Regions from separate parts of the Drosophila melanogaster genome. Here region 1 is linked to region 2. The links are chromatin contacts, called in public HiChIP or PLAC-seq maps. All regions are on one chromosome and are shown on one strand. Each heading gives the region's core, a stretch centred on a gene start, on an enhancer-like site or on the middle of the called end of the contact. The rest is flanking DNA. Distances are from core to core; before and after follow the strand shown. Region 1 holds the start of Arpc3B (Actin-related protein 2/3 complex, subunit 3B). Region 2 holds the start of Sap30 (SIN3-associated polypeptide 30).

Region 1 (2,700 bases), core at 105-2,604, 320 kb before region 2:
TTTTTAACGGTCACTTTCAAACACTCTACTTTCCTTGTATATTTATTTGTACATGGGCCGCGATATTTAGGTTCGAATTTTTTATTAACTCCAGGTGTTGTATCAATATTTCGTAGAGCTTCAAAATCTCGAAATTTATATTCCAAAAGGGCTTTATTTTTCTTCGCATTATATTGCTCAATATTATGTTGTGAGTGATGGATATTAACATTAGCATTTAAACTAACAGTATCTAGGTCTGTTTGCTCTAAATTAAACGTGTGCTCAATATATTCTGGCAATTCGTCAACTATATGGCCTTTTTGGCTAACACCAAATAATTGAATACTATGTGATTCTTTAATACTACTATGAATAGTAATGTTAATGGCAAACTCTAATTTATTTAAGAAGTTACGGCGTTGCGCAGTTGAACTATAGTCGCGTCTTCACCAAAATAAACTTTTTTTGATTTTAATATGTCAATTATATCGGGTTTTGATTTTTTAAGAATAGCACTATATTCCAATGTATTACTGCTTTATTATTGTTGTCTTGGTCTGTAACAATCTTTTTAAGTATTTTTATTCACGATGTTTCTCTTTAAAACAATTGATTTAAGCTCTTCGATCTCGATCACACCATCGTTTGTTCTTCAGACTATACAATTAGTTCTATCGATATTATGTTATCGATCGATTATATTTTACCTAGTATTTTATATTTATACACAATTTACAAACTTCTTATCTATAAACAATCAACTGTGTCGACCATCGAATAATGTTTTTAATAGACGTAATTTGTATTTTCAAAGTGAACTGGAACATGTGAAATAGTTTGAGTGTTAACCCAAATGTGTCTGGGCACACTGCTTTCGCCTTTGTAACTTACCGCCAAAGTTGAAGCTTTTCATTGTCGCGCGAAAAGTTGGAAACGTTCAATTAATTATTTTTTAATAAAAAAGCTATATTATATTATATTATATATATTGTATATTAATATATATATTATATATATTCGATTGGGGACCTTATTACAGTTGTTATGTTCATTTCTTTCCTATTTTTTATCTATATCTTTCCCATTTTTAATTAGCAAGCGCAACAAGTTCTAACCGAAAGAGCCAAGTCCTGTTAACTCCATTTCTGCATTGATATCAATTTCATATGCAACAGAACTAAAATAAAACGACGAAAACTGAGACGTACTTGCACATTTATGTGGGAAAATGTCAGCTTAAATGATTAAAATAATATCTTTAGAAATGTATATTTTCAAAAAATACCAAATAAACTCGGAACGAACCAGTTCATTTTAACGCCAATGGGTCGTTTATTCAACTTCAAAAAGATAACGTTTTCACATCACTAGGAAGTTCTGATATATCATATATTACTATATTTTTCGTTTATTTTTAACTTTTGAAAAACAAGACAGAAGTCATTGAAATGCCGGTGAGTAAAATACAACCGAGGTATGCAGCTGCAGATGGGCAGTTTCTTAACATAAATGTACATTAAACGCATTAAACCCTTAACCTGTCCATTTGTTTACATGGTTCGCACAGGCATTTCACTCGGAAATAGAGGATTTCCAAGCCTCGGTGGGGAATATGGCCCTTCTACCACTACGTACCCAAGTCCGAGGACCAGCGCCCACTGTTGATATTCCCAACGACATCATCGATGAGTCACTCTACTTCTGGAAATCGAACATTTTCTTCCGCACTTACGAAGTTAAGGTTGGTGACTGGACAAAGAAATGAGCATAGAGATAAAGCGAGGCGATATTCTAATTTTTAAAATGAAGATACATTAAGAAGACGGCACAGCTTGTTAAATATTTCGAAACAATCTTAAAGCCCTAGTGGAGTCAATTTTATAATGTTAAAACCAAGTGCGTTATCTCACCGCCCTTATTTGTAGAAATATGTCGTTACAATCAGCCTGATAAGAGTGAAGTTATTTGTTAAATTTTTAGTAATACCCCTTTCTTATATGGTGTTCCAAGAGTTGGGTATTTCTACATAATGAAATTATTTTTTTGGAGCTTGGAATTTTTTTTTAAAAGTTCAATAATAGCTTATAGCTTATATAGCTTATATTACTATATAGCTTATAGCAATAATAGTCTTATCAATTATGATATCATTCTTAGAATATTGTTGCTATGTTTAAACTTTTAAAATTACTTTTTAAAAAACCCCTATTACCCATACATTGTATATCTAATCGCAGTCGGAGGTGGACAGGGTGCTCATCTACATAACGCTCTACATCACGGAATGTTTGAAGCGATTGGCCCGATGCACAAGCAAATCGCAGGGTCAGCAGGAGCTCTATACGCTGGCCATCTCGCGGTTCGATATACCCGGAGATGCGGGATTTCCGCTGAACGGAATATACACCAAGCCCGAGGATCCGGAGCTGATGCGTCAGTACTTCCTGCAGTTGCGCCAGGAAACCGGAAACAGATTGCTGGAAAAGGTCTTTGATACTCCGGATGGAAAGCCGAGCAAGTGGTGGATATGCTTTGCCAAGAAGAAGTTCATGGAGAAGAGTCTTTCGGGACCGGGAATGTAAAAGACTCACTAATATACTGCCGATCTTAGAGTATTTACCACCAAAATTTACGAATAAACTGCTTTGAATGTATTAAATTCGTTGTTGATTTATGTTTATTGATTTATACGCTCTCAAAAGCGCATATTTTTCACTT
Region 2 (2,700 bases), core at 45-2,544:
TCATAATTGTCTGCGGGAGAAGAGTAGAGGTTTGCAACTTGATTAAAACAGGGTTTAGAAAACCTTATAAAGGGCATGGCACATTTTTCTGCCTTTTCTTTAGAGTGGAGGCTACTACAAGAGGGCCAACTATGGAGCATCACGGAGCACATTAGACCAGCGTGTTACCCCACTGAAATCCGGCAACAGAAAGTGGACATAGCCTGCTCAATTCGTTAACTAGGTCAAACTTACATCCGCCAGCTGCGCCCGCTTCATGCCCTGCCTCGTTTGGACCTTGAAGTGGCGCTTGTAGCGTCGCAGCGTGCTCACGCCCAGCTGGTAGAGATCGGGGAACTCGTGCAGGTCCGTGTCCGTCTCGTTGCTGTCGTCCTCGCTGTCCTTGCGCCGACGCTTGGTGCGCACCGACTGGATGCGCTCCTTGTGGTGGTCACAGATGTAAATGTGCTGCGCGGCCGGATCGCTGCTGAGCTTGAGCCGCTTTTGGGCCACCGTCTTCTGGATGCGCTTGGAGTAGCTGGCGTAGCCAGCCTGGTTGCGACACCGCTCCATGTCGTCGATTAGGCAGCACGTTTGGTCCGTGTGCCCGCGACTGTCCTCCTCGCCGGTGCTGAATCCGTTGTTCATCCTGTTCCCGATCCTGGCCGATTGCTTTCGAGTTCCTATCCAATCCCCCTTCCTGCTCTGCTTGCTGCTTCTCTGATTTTCTCCGTTTCGCTCCTTTGTCTCCTCTTTCGTCTTTCTCACTTTCGACTATTGCTTTGCTTTGTTTCTCTTTGCAAGAAAAAAATTTTCTTTCGACAGCGCGATGTGACCAAACTGGGAAATGGGGAAATTCCTCCGCAGCTGGCAAGAGCGGACAATTTGAAACTGTTTGCAGTTTCTCAAATATCTTAAATATCAAGTGCATTTTTTTCCAGATTATCGATCAATATTTTTTAATTGGTATTAATAATCGCACAAAATATTAATTAAATAAATATTAGTTAATTTCAGTACTTAAATTTAAAAATACCGTGTACCAAAATATAGTTACCTTTTCCAGCATTGATTCCAATTCCGATAGGTACCGCACACCGGTACGATAGTTGAGCCAATTACCGTTTTTGTCATCACTAGCTCACGTTAGTGCAATGAAATTTGAATTTCCTTTTTCTCAGGCGTATCTGACTGCTTGTCTATATAGAATATTATTATACTCGTCTTCAGACCAATTCTTGATTGTAGTTTCTGAGACGGGGGACTAACAAGCATATATTTGTTAAATGCATCGACGCAAGGAATTTTCACCGTAGTGAGTTGGAGAATTAAACAGAATCATTCAAAAAGACTGGGAAAAGGAATACGCAGAATTTTCTGCAAATAAACAACGGGGTTACTGCAAACTTTTCCCAGGCACATTAAAAAAAATCTTAGCTATAACGTATGTGACAATTATATTTTGAATAAATGAATAATAATGTGACCAATGTAACGTTTTCGATAACGTATCGTACATCTTATTCAGTTGTTGCAGTACAACACTGCTAGGCAGCAATTTCCAGCCCTGGAAAAATACCAAAAAATCTACCATCTCTCCAAAAACGAAATCATAAACGCTTACCAGGGACATCATCGATTTTCTACACCAAATTAAAAGAAACCTATAAGTTATAGATTTGCTACACCAAATTGAAATAAAATCAATCTCTTCAACCTTAAGTCCTTGGCTATTTCCACGTACACGAGTGTGGCCAAATAATTCCACGACATTTGCGGATGTCGCGGTAACCTAAAACACAAAAAAAAAAGAGATTGCAATATTTCGGAGATAAAAACCCTCAAAAATGCCGCCTGGAACGCAAATTGCCAGCGACAGCGATATGGAGACCGCTCTGGAGGAGTTCAAGCAGCGCCAGGGACGCCGCAACAGCATCGGCTCGGCCAAGTACGCGTGCAGCATGCCCAAATGCGAGGCCACATTCAAGCGGCTGGACCAATTGGATCGCCATGAGTATCATCACACAGGGATTGTGAGTATAGTTAGAGTATGTTAAGTGTAAGCCAGTAGTAACGCCGCCACCACTTTGCAGAAGAAGCACGCCTGCTCGTACGAGGGTTGCGACAAGACGTACTCGATTGTGACGCACTTAAAGAGGCATCTGCGCAGCACCCACGAGCGTCCGGAGTCGGCGGCCAAGAAGACGGTGAAGTGCGCGCTGGAGGAGTGCAGCAAGATGTTCATCTCGGTTAGCAACATGACCCGCCACATGCGCGAAACCCACGAGAGCCCAAAGGTCTATCCGTGCAGCCAGTGCAGTGCCAAATTCTCGCAAAAGCTCAAGCTGAAGCGCCACGAGATCAGGGAGCACACGCTGGAGTATCCGTACAGCTGCTCGAAGTGCTCGCGCGGCTTCTACCAGCAGTGGCAGTGCCAGAGTCACGAGCCCAGCTGCAAGCTGTACGAGTGTCCCGGCTGCCCGCTGCAGTTCGACAAATGGACGTTGTATACGAAGCATTGTCGCGACTCGTTGCACGGCAAGAATCGCCATAAGTGCGACCGCTGCGATAGTGCCTTCGACAAGCCGAGCGAACTGAAGCGTCACCTCGAGGTGAAGCACAAGGAGGCGGCGCAGACGGATGAGTGCGCCACCTCCTTCACCTGCAACGAGGAGGGATGCGGCAAGAGTTACTCGTACCTCAGGAATCTACGCCAGCACA

Evidence for each region. HiChIP or PLAC-seq counts read pairs in DNA pulled down with a chosen protein or histone mark.
Region 1: a contact with region 2 is called in an H3K27ac HiChIP or PLAC-seq map of the Kc167 cell line, with 4 times the contacts expected there. The contact joins the promoter of Arpc3B here to the promoter of Sap30 in region 2. A contact is called at or near these places in 1 of 107 Hi-C or Micro-C datasets (the Kc167 cell line) and 1 of 6 datasets of contacts at active chromatin or transcription factors (the Kc167 cell line).

The regions. Positions count from the first base shown.
Region 1 is chrX:17,104,506-17,107,205 of dm6, reverse strand. Arpc3B (Actin-related protein 2/3 complex, subunit 3B) reads left to right here and starts at 1,354. Exons shown (of 3, transcript NM_132965.2): 1 at 1,354-1,436; 2 at 1,550-1,723; 3 at 2,220-2,635. The coding sequence starts at 1,431. The coding sequence ends at 2,564. It overlaps CG4991, which reads right to left. Exons shown (of 4, transcript NM_001144742.2): 4 at 2,644-2,700.
Region 2 is chrX:16,785,877-16,788,576 of dm6, reverse strand. Sap30 (SIN3-associated polypeptide 30) reads right to left here and starts at 1,294. Exons shown (of 3, transcript NM_001298423.1): 1 at 1,037-1,294; 2 at 235-892; 3 at 1-10. The coding sequence starts at 627. It overlaps CG9609, which reads left to right and starts at 1,569. Exons shown (of 2, transcript NM_132933.3): 1 at 1,569-2,012; 2 at 2,073-2,700. The coding sequence starts at 1,827.